Regions from separate parts of the Sus scrofa genome. Here region 1 is linked to region 2. A link is a contact called in public promoter capture Hi-C data. All regions are on one chromosome and are shown on one strand. Each heading gives the region's core, a stretch centred on a gene start, on an enhancer-like site or on the middle of the called end of the contact. The rest is flanking DNA. Distances are from core to core; before and after follow the strand shown.

Region 1 (6,135 bases), core at 1,142-3,641, 98 kb after region 2:
CACCTGGAGCACCGTTGGGACTGGAAGCTCCAGCTGGGCCCTCAGGCTTGCAGGGTTTTTCCGTCCAGCCCCACTGACCATTCCCCGGAGGAACCTGGCACGTCACAGGGTCTGTCAGCTCTGGTCATGGTGGCGTCCTCTGAGCAGCCAGCGGAAGCAAAAGGGCACAGGGAGGTCCTCGCCCCCCAGGCTGATTGGGCATTTGCACGGGAGCCCTCGGCAAGGACCAAGGACCCGCAGCTCAGGGGTAGCTCTGCTTCTCAGCAGGGCACAGCCTCAGCACACGGATCCAGAAGCTGGCAGGACGCTGCAGGCATGCCTGGTCTGGGAGGCCTGGACTGATGGTTAGCAAAGGTGGGCCTGGAGCTGGTGGGAGGCTTCAGGGGCCTCAGGTGGGTGCAGCTCCCTCTGCTTGTGGCTCTGGGGCCAGCTCCAACTCCTGATGCTCCCGCTTGCACTGCTCCTGCTCCTGGCGGTCCTGCTGCTGCAGCTGCCGCTCAACATCTTCAGGCACCTGCACCTCCAGCAAGTTTTCCAGGCCATGTTCTGGTTCATCCCCAATAAGGACCTGCCAGCAGGGGAGGCAGGTGAGCAGCTGGCCGGGCCACCAGGGGCATCCACCCCCTGCCAGCCCTGCACCCACCTGGATGAGTTTCTCACAAGCCACCTGCACGTCAGGCTCTGGCTCCCAGCTGTGCAGCTCACGGAGGATCAGGTATGCTCCCTGGTCCCTCACCTGCTTCCGACCAGGTGCTGTGGCTGTCAGCTAGAAGAGGCAGAGGTTACCCAGAACTCAGTGTGATCAGGTATGAGTGGGTTCTGGGGGTGGCATTAACACAGGCGGCCCCCAGCGTACCCAGAACTCAGTGTGATCAGGTATGGGTGGGTTCTGGGGGTGGCATTAACACAGGGGGACCCCAGCGTACCCGGAACTCCGTGTGATCAGGTATGGGTGGGTTCTGGGGTTGGCATTAACACAGGGGGACCCCAGCGTACCCAGAACTCCATGTGATCAGGTATGGGTGGGTTCTGGGGGTGGCATTAACACAGGGGGACCCCAGCGTACCAGCATGATGGCCTCGATCAGCATCTTTCGAATGTCAGCATCGGGCTCTCGCTGCTTGTCTGGCGGAAGGTACTGCAGGTCAACAGGCAGCCCTAGAGGTGAATGTGGAGTCACTGGGACCACGTTGGCCATTGTAAGCCTCACCGATGCTTAGCAACTGCCCCCTGGAAAGTTTCAGCAGAGCCCTGATTTGAAAACCTCCTTCAGCCTCTCCCCCCACTGGCTTCCACTCCTGCCTGGCCAACCCTGACGCTTGACCCCAGCCACTCACGGTCCATCTCTTCCTCTGAGAAGTCCTCAGGCCCCGCCAGGGGCAGCAGCAAGAAGGGGAGAATGTCCACCTCGGGCCCAAGCAACCACTCATGGTGTCCTGGGGGCAACGGGAATGGAGGCCAGTCCAGAGGGGCCCCAGAGTCCAGTCTGTTTCCCCTACTCCCCCACATGGCAACTTCCCCACCACCACTCACGGTGCTCGAAGCAGCAGTTTCGCAGTGTCCCCACCACCCCGCCCCTGCGCACCGAGGAGTCCGGGTATTGGGTAAGGGGCAGCAGCCGCTGGACCACGCACCTGAAGAGAAGGACCACTCAGAGCCGTCCCTGCTCACTTCCACCCCCTCCCCGCAAGCCCCCTGGGCCTCACCTGTCTGGGTCCAGCAGGAAAGCGCGCGTCGCAGGACGCTGGCTGAGGTTAGACAGCACTGGCCCCAAGTAGTGCAGGGGCGCTCGGGCGTTGTAGCCGGGAGTGCACAGCGCTCGCACCAGCCGCTCCAGGCCCGACTCCCCGGGCCCCGAGGCCGCCAGCGCTTCCATCAGCGCAGCACACGGCGCCGGCTCGCGGCTGAGGTTAGCCAGCACAGCGGCCGCTTCCTCGGCCCAGGGCCACTGTGGGTCCAACGTGCAGCCCAGCAGGCAGGCAAGCAGCTCGGGCTCAGCCGCCAGCAGCGGCTTGTGCAGGCCGGGGTCGGCGGCTAGATTGATGAGCACGCGGGTGGCCTCTCGGGCCGGGGCGGGAGCAGGGGCCACTGCCAGTTCGATCAGCGCTCGCAGCAAAGCCGCCTGGCCGGCCAGCAGCGTGCGTCCTGGCTCCGAGCCGGTCAACGCCAGCGCGTGCTGCACCGCCGCCGCCTGCAGGTCAGCCCGCGCCTCGAGCGCTAGGAAGGGCAGCAGTTTCGCCGCCTCCGCCGTCGGGTGGGCCTCCGGCATTGCCGACCCTACGGAGGCGAGGCGACCCGCCAAGGGGCCTGCCTCCGCCTCGGTGTCCCCCATGCGGATCAGCTCGTTCGGGGCAGCAGCCCCGCGCGGCGAGGTGGCAGTGGCCCCGCCCATCCGAATAGCGGAAGCCGCAGCGACCAACCCGAGGCTGCAGGCCCGGCGAAAGGGGCGGGACCTGCGCGTGGAGGCGGGACCGCGCTGAGGCCCGGGGCTTTGTGGGATTGGGTGCCGGCCCGGAAGCGGCTGAGCTCGGGTTCCCTGGGTGGGGGCGGGGGCTGCCGCTGGGACACAGCTCGAACCCCCAATGTGGCACCGTCCCTTGGTGGTCCTGCAGGCCGCCGGTGGCAGACATTACGTTGGCCCTCCTCCTTCGTGGACTGGCAGAGATCGCCGGAAGAAAAGCGTGATCCATTATATCGACTTTCTAGTGTTAACCTAGCCTTGTGTTCCCGGCATAATCTCCACTGGGTCACGATATGTTTTCGTTTGTATATATCGTGTTCAGATTGTGACAGCTTCTTTAGGGTCTTTGCGTCTCAGTCCATGAGGGTTATTGGCCTGTGGCTTTCTTTATCGTCTTTATCTGCTGTCGGGTGATGCTGGCCAACTCGGTTGGGGGAAGTGTTCCCTCCTTTAGAATTTTTGGGAAGAGGTTGTGAAACTAGTATGATTTCTTCCCTAAATGTTTGGTAGAACTCCCCAGTGAAGTCATCTGGGCCTGAAATTTTCTGGGAAGGTTTTTCAAATTACATTCCTTTCATAGACACGTGGCTATTCAGGTTGACATTTTCTTCTTGGGCTACTTTTGATAGTTTGTCTTTTAAGGAATTAGTCTGTTTCATCTTGTTGGATTAATTGGCATAAAGTTGTTCATAATATTATCTTATTATCCTTTTGATATATGCTCTGTTGTGGCGTCACCGCTCTCCTCCTTGATGTTGGTAATTTGTGTTTTCTTTCTCTTTTGGTCAGTCTTGCCAGAGGTTCGTCAGTTTTTTTGATTTTTTTTTTTTTTTTTTTTTTTTTTTGTCTTTTTGCCATTTCTTGGGCCGCTCCTTCGACATATGGAGGTTCCCAGGCTAGGGGTCAAATCGGAGCTGTAGTCACCGGCCTACGCCAGAGCCACAGCAACGCAGGATCCGATCCGCGTCTGCAACCTACACCACAGCTCACGGCAACGCCGGATCTTTAACCCACTGAGTAAGGGCAGGGACCAAACCCGCAAGCTCATGGTTCCTAGTCGGATTCGTAACCACTGCGCCACGACGGGAACTCCTGACCTTTTTTTTTTTTTTTTGTCTTTTTTCAGGGCCGCACCCATGGCATATGGAGGTAGGTTGCCAGGCTAGGGGTCTAATTGGAGCTGTAGCTAGGACACACAGATCTGGGCCATGAGAGTGGCACATTTCTTGAGAAGGAGTTAGAAACTTACGGAAAATCTAAGTAGGTGATGTCCTCTGGTGGGTGCCTTTTTTTGGGGGGGGGTCTTTTTGTCTTCTCTAGGGCTGCACCCGCGGCATATGGCAGTTCCCAGGCTAGGGGTCGAATTGGAGCTGTAGCCACCGGCCTACGCCACAGCTCACGGCAACGTCGGATCCTTCACCCCTCTGGTGGGTACTTTTGACTGAGACAAAAATGTGCGCCTTCAGGGCTGGAGGCGCCTTGACTGGTTGGAGAAAATGTTTACAGTAGTCACCAGATACAGAGCCGTCAAGATTCCCGGGATGAGTTAAAAGAGCCAAATTTTTTGGAAGTGGCTTCAAAGTTAAAGTTACAAGTGTATGCAAAGAACCCCCATGTACCCTTGACCCAGAGACCTCAAATTCCCAGGTCACACCGGTTACCCTAGTAATGACCTTTAGCAAAAGGCACTGGGTGTCTCGCCTCTTGTCTCCCTCAGTTCCAACCCTCTCCCACTCTTGAGGCCGCCCGCCGGCAGCGACTCTGTAGCCTGCTCCTTGGCTTACGGGTGTCTGGTTGCCTCCCGACTAGATTCAGGTGGTACATTTTTGGCAGGAAGGCTCAGGAGGCGACGTCGGGCTCTTTCCATTGAGTCCCATCAGGTGGCACCGAGTCACTTCGTCCCAGCAGGGCGCAAGGTTTCAGCGGATCACTCAACTAAGGTCCAGTTGCCCGGGTTTCTTCCCTATCAGGTTACTCTTTTCTTTTTGTATTTAAGACATACTTTATGGGGAGATACTTTTGAGGCTGTGTAACCATTCTGTTCCTCACCCACCTTTCACTCCCTAGTTTTTGCATGTATTGTTTTTCTCTGAATTGTCACCATGATGTGGTTGCCAAATGGTGATTTTCATTTCTTTCTTTCTTGGCAGTGGCAAAAGTGACAAATCCTAACCACTTGGCCACCAGAGAACTCCCTAGAAGTTCTTCATAGAGTTTGGAGACAAGCCATTTTTAGTTACATGATTTCAAATACCTCCTCCAGCTCTATTGCCTGCTTTTTTACTCTCTTAATGGTATAGTTCCTACTTTGAAAATTACATATTAATATGTATTAAATAAATAATTAATGTTTTCCTTTAGGATTAGTGGGGGTTTTGACCTGTTTAAATTTTTGCCTGGTTTTCTCATATTTGTATTTTTTAAAGTATTTATTGCTCTTATAGCTGAAAACACAGACACATCAGTAGAAGCAGATTGCCGTGGGGCTCTGCATCCTTGTGTGAGCGGACATGGTCCCCCGTATAAAAAGTCAAGTCTTTCAGTCCTCTGGACCTGGTACTTCTGGCCCTGCTTAGCCTAGGAAAGAGCTGCCCACTCAGCACCCCCATGACAAGAGCCCCTACACAGTCTGGGGGTTGTGGGGAGGGTATGAGAACAGTTCTCACCACAGAGCCATCGAGAAGAAACGTCTAAAGTCAGAGACTGAACACAGCAGCTCAGCCGACCCACCAGCAGGATGCCAAAAGCTAGGACAGGCCCCTCCCCAAAGCACTTCTAACAGCCAGGACACCTGTGGCCCCACGGGTGGTTGGGTCCGTGCCCTTTGAGGCCACGGCAGCTCAGACGAGAGCCGAGGCCCTCTGAGACCCTGTGCTTCACAAAGTGGATCTCTCTCTCTCTTTTTTGGCCGTCCAGTGGCACATGGAGCTCCTGGACCAGGGATCGGTTCCGAGTCACAGTTGCGACCTACACCGCAGCTGCACAGTGCTGGATCCTTAACCCACTGGGCTGGACCAGGGGTCGAACCTGCGTCCTAGCATTCCAGAGACGTCACCAATCCTGCTGTGCCGCAGTGGGAACTGCACAGCCAAGGTCAATCTCCCGGTGACTCATAGGTTGAACAGTCCAGAGGACACTGCCCTGTACTGCTTCTTGGACAAAGCACCTGGGGCCCCTCCATCACGTCACGCTGACTCCTGTTTTCACGGGCATCAAAGGACGTGGGGTCCTCCCCACACACCTGTGACCACTCAGACCCTCCCTCTCCCCTCCTGATAAAGGCTGGCTGAGCGCCTGGTCAGGGACGTGGCCATGCTCCAGGTTCCCTCTCTGCGTAGACAGGCCCACCCCCACCAGGAACGCTGCTCCGCCACACTCAGGCCACACCCAGATCCTGGCCTACTGCAGACTCCACCATGCCCCCAGCTCCTGCCTCACCCACGCAGCTGGCCACCAGCAGGTTCACCACACACCAGCCAGACCTCCCTGCCCAGCTCAGTGCCCCCCAGAGATGAAGGTGGCAGCCGGTGTACTTGCTGTGGCTTCTAGACTTTATTCCAGCCCTATGCCTTGGACAGGGGCAACCAGCTTGACCCGGGAGCTGAGTCCAGGCTCCCTGCTGGAGCGGAGGGGAAGGGAGGGGCCAGCGGGCAGCCAGGTCAGCTGTAGCTGTC
Region 2 (6,593 bases), core at 2,940-5,439:
CCGGCAGCGCTGCAGAGAAGCAGTGAAGCAGCGAAGCAGCTGCTGTGTGCCGTCCACGCCCCTGCCCCCGAAAAGCTCTTCCTGGGAAATACTAAGTCTTAGAAACCCGGTTCGAAGCCTTGATACCTCCTACAGGACCGCGAGTAACCTGAAACGTACGCAGTGCTGCCCGGTGTCCACGTCCGCGGACGCAGCCTCTGTCTCTGAGGATTTCCTCAAAGGCCCTGCAGCCCAGCAGGACGAGCCAGCACGGCCCTTCCCGGAGGGGCCCACCTGAACTCTTCTAGCATCTGCCCATTTCAGCGCCCCAGCCCACAGGACTGGTCTGCGTGCAGTGCTCCAGTGTCCCGGTGTGGCTGGCTGACCACTGAGGGGCTCTGGGAGCAGGGGGCCTGGGGCCCGGGGACTGTGCGGGGTGAGCGCTGCAGCCCCGGGCGCAGAGGCTGACGAACACGGGTTGGGGATGAGGAGGAAGAACGCGGGGTGCAGAAAGGGGCAGCCACTTTCGGTCCCTGCCCCACTGGCCATCTTGCCCTCACGCAAGCGCAGGACCGTCTGCGTGCTTCTCACGCCACTTCTTTACGTTGGCTCGGGGCCACGGCCCAGGCCCCGAGACCGTCCATCCCTGCTCATCTCTGGCCGCCGGCCCACCCCTGGGTCTCGAGGCCCCTCTGCATGTGCGCACCCTGCTGACTGCGGACTCAGGAGCTGTCGGGGCCCAGAGGGACGAGATGGGGCAGCCGCCAGCGCTTCCAGGCTCAGGAGACCCTCGGAGGGCCGGCCTCCCCGCCTCCCTTCAGACCTCAAACCTCAAAGAAATCTTGCAGCCAAGGGTGCAGGTTCTGGGGCGTCCGTGACACCTGACGGGAGCTGACTGTTTACTCCGAGAGGATCCCGTGGGCCCTGGCCACCTCCCCGCCAACCCCGGTGCGGTACCAAAGCCCTCTGAGCACCCGTGGGTCCGGCGGAGCCAGGCGAGCTGTGTGCATCCACCCTCCCTCCAAGGCGGCCGTGCCCAGACCGCCAGCCCCTCTGACGGCGCCCCTCGCACCCCAGCACCCAGGCGGCGGAGGAAACAGACTGGGAGGCCACGCACAGAGCCTGTCCTTCATGGATCTCTGCCCGTCTCGTCCGTCTGTCTGTCTGTCCGTCCACGCATACATCTGTCTGTCTGTGCGGGAGGTGAAAGGCGGACTCTCGTGTAAAAATCCAAAATACAACTCTACAAACCCCCGGGCGCTGGTCAGCCACGTGCGGCCGGGCCCGGCTAAGACCGCGGGGTGGGGGGGTGGAGCCCGAGCTGGACCCCACGCCCGACTGGAGACTCGACACTCGGCGCGGTCAGAGCGCGGTCGGTGGGGCAGGCGGGCAAAGGGCCTGTGCACTTCAGGGTCTTCCTCGCGTTTCCTGTCACCTCCGAGGCTCAGGTTTCGCGTCTGTAAAAAGGCCACCTTCACCTTCGTGCAGGGCAATGGGAGGCGCGACAGGCTCCGTGTGGAAAAGGTTTGGCTGCGGCAGGCAGAGGCCTGCTCGGCGGCCACGCACGCTCATCAGGTGCAGGGACCCCGGGAACCTCCAGGCTCTGCAGTGGCCCTCGAAGCCAGCACGGGGGCAACTGCGGGCTCCTGCACGGAGGACCAGCTCAGCAGGCTGGTGGGGCCCGCCTGGCTCCGGGCAGGGGAGAGGGCGGCCCTGCCTGTCCTGGGGTCTCTGGAAATGGTCCTTTGCCAGCTTGGAGTGGCCAGGGGTTTCACAGGGAGCTGGGGACCTGACCACGGAGACCGTGCTCCACCTGGACACTAGCCCCTCTCAAGCGATCCCTGAGTGTGGCACTCACTTGGGCCACCTGGGCTGGTGGCCTTGGCAAGGTCCGGTTCCTGGGAGAAAGAGGCCCTCAGTCTTGGCCAGAAGGGTCTGACTCCCATTATGTCCCAGGGGGCGTGGTGGTAGCACTCCCAAGGCCACACTCCCGGTCACCAAGTCCCCTCCCGCGGGAGCCCTTGCCTATTCAGCCGTGGCGCCGCACGGGGCGCATCTGACGGGACAAGGCTTTGGAAGGGCGGGCAAACCAACACGTGCCTCTGGAGCAGCGACCCGCTGGCCGGCCCCAGCTCCCAGGGCTGGCACCCGCCCGTGGTCATGCATCACGCAGACCACAGAGTCGACCACTGCACCTCCTCCTCCCCCTCATTCCCTGGGCCACAGGCAGAGGTTTTCTCCTGGTGGAACAATGAGCAAAGTTCCAGCACAAAGGGGAAGGGCCAAGGGCACAGGCGTCAGACCTGTCCGGGGCCTCCGACAGCAGGACTCCAGGCTGCGAGTCGGCAAAGGGCTCCAAGCGGACTTTGAGACAGAGGCCCGGGGGTCCTGTGGGCACCCTGCCGGCCCCAGGCAGGGGCTGGTCTCCTTTCTCAGGGCCAGCCCCACTGCGTCCTGCACCAAGCACACCCTACTCGCTCTGTGTACAGACTAAGGAGGATCAAAAGCTCTTGCTCCATGGCCGCTTGTCCCCAGGGAGACCATGCCTGGGGGCGCAGCCACCTTGAGTAGAGACCATCACGGGCTGGACCATGTCCGCTTTCCTGCTCCAGGCTTTGCCTGGAATACAGGCCGTGAGGCCTGGGGAGCAAGCTGACGCTGGCTGTGCTTCGCCTGGCCTGGAGCAGACTGAGAGGCGGGATGTCCCCACAGTAGGTTCATCCCAAAGGACCTCTGGTGCCCTCCCCCAAACGGGAGTTACGGGGAAGGGACAAGAAGAGGGAGAAGGGAAAAAGACAGAAAAATGGGGTCATTTCATTTGGCCGGCAAAGTTCAAGGCCTGGAACAAGGGGTGGTTCCCACCGTTAAAGAAACAGGGCCTGGGATGGAGAACGCCACATGGATATTTGCTGGGACAACACACAGTGTCCCCAAGGGAATGCAGCACGGTTTCTGGTCTCCTCAAAGGGACAAGTGGAACGAGAGAACGTGGCCTCCAGCTCTGGGCTCCTTTCAGCCCAGACTGCTCTTCCTTTCCAAGGGCTCAGCAGGATGACAGGCAACAACTCAGTGGGGTCCAAGAAATCCAGCGTTTGGGCGCTCAGGAGAGTAAGCACGTTTGGAGGCGCCCGGAGCCTGCCTACGACTACGGTGGCCTAGGCCACCCCCCTGCCAGCCGCGAGCCGTGGCTCCGACCTGCCCCACCTCGACGTCACAGCCAGGACGTCCATCTCCAAGTCCAACCTCCGCAAACTGGAGTTGTCCAGCCTGCGGAGTCAGACCATGTAAATCACCTGCCCGCTGCCAGGCAACGGGAGACAGGGCGTGAATAAAGTCGCGCACAGAGCAAGAAACACGAGTCGCTCTTGGGAAAGCAGCTCTGGGATCTGGACCCGGGCTCGAGACCAGCCTGAACTTTATGACGTTGTGCTTTCTGTTTTCGCTCCCTCTCCTTTCGAACTAGAGAAACGCCCTCCAGTTCCAGGGCCGAGACTTGATTTACCCTGAATAACTGCCCACCACACCACTGGAACTCTGGGGCCACCGGGGCCCAGCGTCCACTAGCGAAGCCGGGGGCTGTTCTAAGCACAGACGCGTCCCGCAGTCGTCCCACAGGCAGCAAGCGCAAGCCCACGGAGGCAGAAGCCCTTCCTACCCAACGCGGGAGAGCGGCGTGGACAGGAGCGACCTCCAGCGGGCCTGCGACGCTTCTCCCCGCACTACCCCCTGCTCCCCACCCCCACACCGGGCCTGCGAGGCGGGGTCCGGGCCTGCCCGTCCTGGGCCCCCGCGCCGCGGCCTCCCCGCCCCGGGCCGGCGCCCTCGGCCCCTCACCGGGCTCCAGCAGATAAGCGCGTCCGTGTCCGGGTCGCTCACGAGAGTCCAGAGCTTGGTCAGGAAGGCCGGGACGTTGCTGGGCCCCGCCGCGCCCGGGCCCACGGGCAGATCCATACCGGGCAAGGTGGGAGAGGCGGAGGCGGGACCGCGAGGAGGGGCTGAGGGCCGGGCTAGCGCCGCTGCCGCGCCTGCCGCCCGGGCCGCGCGCCGCCGCCCGCTGCGCACACACGGCCCCGGGGCCTGGCATGGCCGCCGCCATCTTGCGACGGGCGCGCTCCCGCCGGCGCCGCCCGCGTCCCACGGCGCGCGCACGCACACCGGCCCCCGTCCCGCCCGGCGCCCTCTGACCCCGCGGGCCCGCCCCCAGGCCCACGCGGTCGCGTCGCTGCCGGAAGTGGCGGCGCAGGGCAGACCGGCGGGCGGCATGGCGGGACCTCAGGGCGCGCGGCGCGTGGCGGTGGCCGGGACGCGGCCCGGGAAGCGGATGCTGGAGCCGGGGCGGGAGCCGGAGGAGGTGACGCGGGAGCGGGAGCGGGAGCGGGGGGGGGCGGCGGGGCTGGGCCGCGGCACCGGCCGGGGAGCGATCCCGCCCAGCGCCCGGCGGGCCTGGGAATGCGAGGAGGGAGGGGTCTCCTGTCCTCCGCCCCGGCGGCCTTGCGGGGGCGTCCTGGGCAGGGAGCTGGCTGGCGGTTGTGTGGGTCGGAAGAAGGTCTGGGCCGGAGAGAATAAGGAAGGAGAGCCGGCGTCCTGCGCAGCGGTCTTCCTGGGCCTTTGAATTGTCATCTGGGCGCAGAAGATTTGAGCCTGCAGTAGCTGCTTGTATAGCCAAATGTTCCTGACACGTTAGACGTTGTAGAAGAGGAAACGAGGATGAGAAAGCAGCGCCTGCTGCACTGGACGGCCCGTTTTAGCTGGACTCATGCTCTTCCTGTCCAGCGGAACCCCAGCCGCGCTGTGGGGGTGTCATCAAATCTCATCAAATCTCGGTGGTAGAAAGCCATAGCAGGCTTGTGCAGTCGAGCCTCGCAGCTGGGACTCCACGTTGCTGGTTTATCAGGCTGCCCCTTCACTTGTGACAAGTGCTCGTGGTGCTCCCTGGCCGGCAGGCAGCTCTGGGCACCATGCTCACCCACTTGTAGTGCTTTTGCCTCTGTATTCATCAGCGGCTGTTTGTGTTTGTGCCCAAAACATTTGTGCCATTTTTACTTGCCGTTGTAATTGTGTAGCTAGTTAGGCACGATAGAGTGTGTGCTGAGTGCTGTTTGGTAGCTGCTCCGTGCAGGCTGTCCAGTTTGGCGAGAGACTCAGGAACTATTGAAAAACAATGAAATCTAGAATTTTGCCTTCCAATGAATGCTTGCTAAGAGTCTGCAGGTTCTTGTTCCACCGTGCACCCTGTCTGGTGGAGTTAGGGCCGGGGTGGTGTCTGGTGGGCAGAAGTCTGCTCAGAAGCAGCTCTGGTCCTGCGCCACACAGAGCTGGTCACCGACAGTGTGCTCCTTGCAGCCCTCTCTCCCCGGCGCCCCGGCTCCCAGCCTGTCTGACAGCGAGGAGAGTGTGTTCTCAGGCCTGGAAGATTCTGGCAGTGACAGCAGTGAGGAGGAGGACGGGGCCAGCGGCGAGGAGCAGCACAGCAGGATGGAGAAGGCCACGGGGCAGCAGGTGGGTGAGCGAGCAGTGTTCTGGTGTGCTCGTCCTCGCTCTCCGGGCGGGTGGCCGGGAGAGTGCCTGCCAGCTCGCGGGCTCTGCTTTCTCTTTCCTCTGGTGCGGGGGGGGGGGGTTCTGAGCCCTAGGGCACCAGTTTTCAACCGCAGTAGGAACCCGGAAAATCTCCATGGCTGTGAGCCACCCACCGTGATTCTGATGTCACCCTTCCCGGGCTGAGTCTTTGCTAGACTTAGCTGGAGGCTGGGTTTCCTAGGGGGCAAAGCCTGAGGTGGAGATCTGCGTGCTGGGGGCCGCCTGGGGCAGCTGGGGGCGCTCTGGTCCCCACCCCCCAACCCCGAGGCTTTGTAATCTGTCGCTGTGACGCTGGGGAAGGCTCATCCCACTCTTGTTTTAAGTGAGAAACGCGAGAGAAAAGCTTGATTTAACTCAAGTGTGATGTCTGTCGTTTGGGACACCCAGGAAAAAGTTTATACCTCCTTATGCTCCCCACAGCCCTGGTGTTCTAGAATTTAGGACTGGGATGGAAACCCAAAAACATGCTTGTTTGCTCTGGTTCTTAGGAAGAAAAGATTTAAAGTCAGATTTAGGTCCTCTCCCCATTCAGGCTTTAACTGTCACGCTGGTGCACGGAAGATGACCCAAGCCTTGCCCGTGGTCCGTGGGATTCTGGGCAGCCATCGTCCCCCTTCTTTTTAACTTTTTAAAATGGCAAAATGGTTCCTGTTTGACAAAAAATGAAATCCGACACGAGTGCTGTTTAGTAAAGGATGGAAGTTCCTGTTTGCGTCTTTGCTCCAGGTGGGGACCGCCGTTCTTATATTATCTTGCTGGATCTTTTTCCTCTTTTAAAATGAAAGGTCCTTAAGGGTCCAAGAGCTTAAATGCTTAAACTTTTTTTTCAAAGAGGACTTTCACTCTTTCTTATAAGCGAAATTTTAGGAGTTCCCGTAGTGGCTCAGCAGTAATGAACCTGACTAGTGTCCGTGAGGGTGTGGGTTTGATATCTGGCCCCACTTAGTGGGTTCAGGATCTGGCGTTACCTTGAGCTGTGGTGTAGGTCGCAGACGTGGCTTGGGTCTGCTGTTGCCGTGTCTGTGGTGTAGGCTGGC

The links. Promoter capture Hi-C pulls out the DNA fragments that hold promoters and counts their contacts.
Region 1: a promoter capture Hi-C map of fetal skeletal muscle shows a contact between it and region 2, with 4 times the contacts expected there. The contact joins the promoter of HGH1 here to the promoter of BOP1 in region 2. A contact is called at or near these places in 2 of 5 promoter capture datasets (fetal skeletal muscle and liver), 8 of 47 Hi-C or Micro-C datasets (embryonic fibroblasts, fetal heart ventricle, liver and 3 more) and 2 of 2 datasets of contacts at active chromatin or transcription factors (alveolar macrophages and skeletal muscle).

Annotation. Positions count from the first base shown.
Region 1 is chr4:582,638-588,772 of Sscrofa11.1, forward strand. It overlaps HGH1 (protein HGH1 homolog), which reads right to left and starts at 2,392. Exons shown (of 6, transcript XM_003125447.6): 1 at 1,707-2,392; 2 at 1,534-1,634; 3 at 1,338-1,436; 4 at 1,067-1,158; 5 at 644-766; 6 at 1-568. The coding sequence starts at 2,392. The coding sequence ends at 389. WDR97 (WD repeat-containing protein 97) reads right to left here. Exons shown (of 24, transcript XM_021090547.1): 24 at 5,992-6,135. The coding sequence ends at 6,121.
Region 2 is chr4:482,373-488,965 of Sscrofa11.1, forward strand. BOP1 (ribosome biogenesis protein BOP1) reads left to right here and starts at 4,190. Exons shown (of 16, transcript XM_013988007.2): 1 at 4,190-4,330; 2 at 5,323-5,478. The coding sequence starts at 4,241. It overlaps HSF1 (heat shock transcription factor 1), which reads right to left and starts at 4,093. Exons shown (of 13, transcript NM_001243819.1): 1 at 3,814-4,093. The coding sequence starts at 3,930.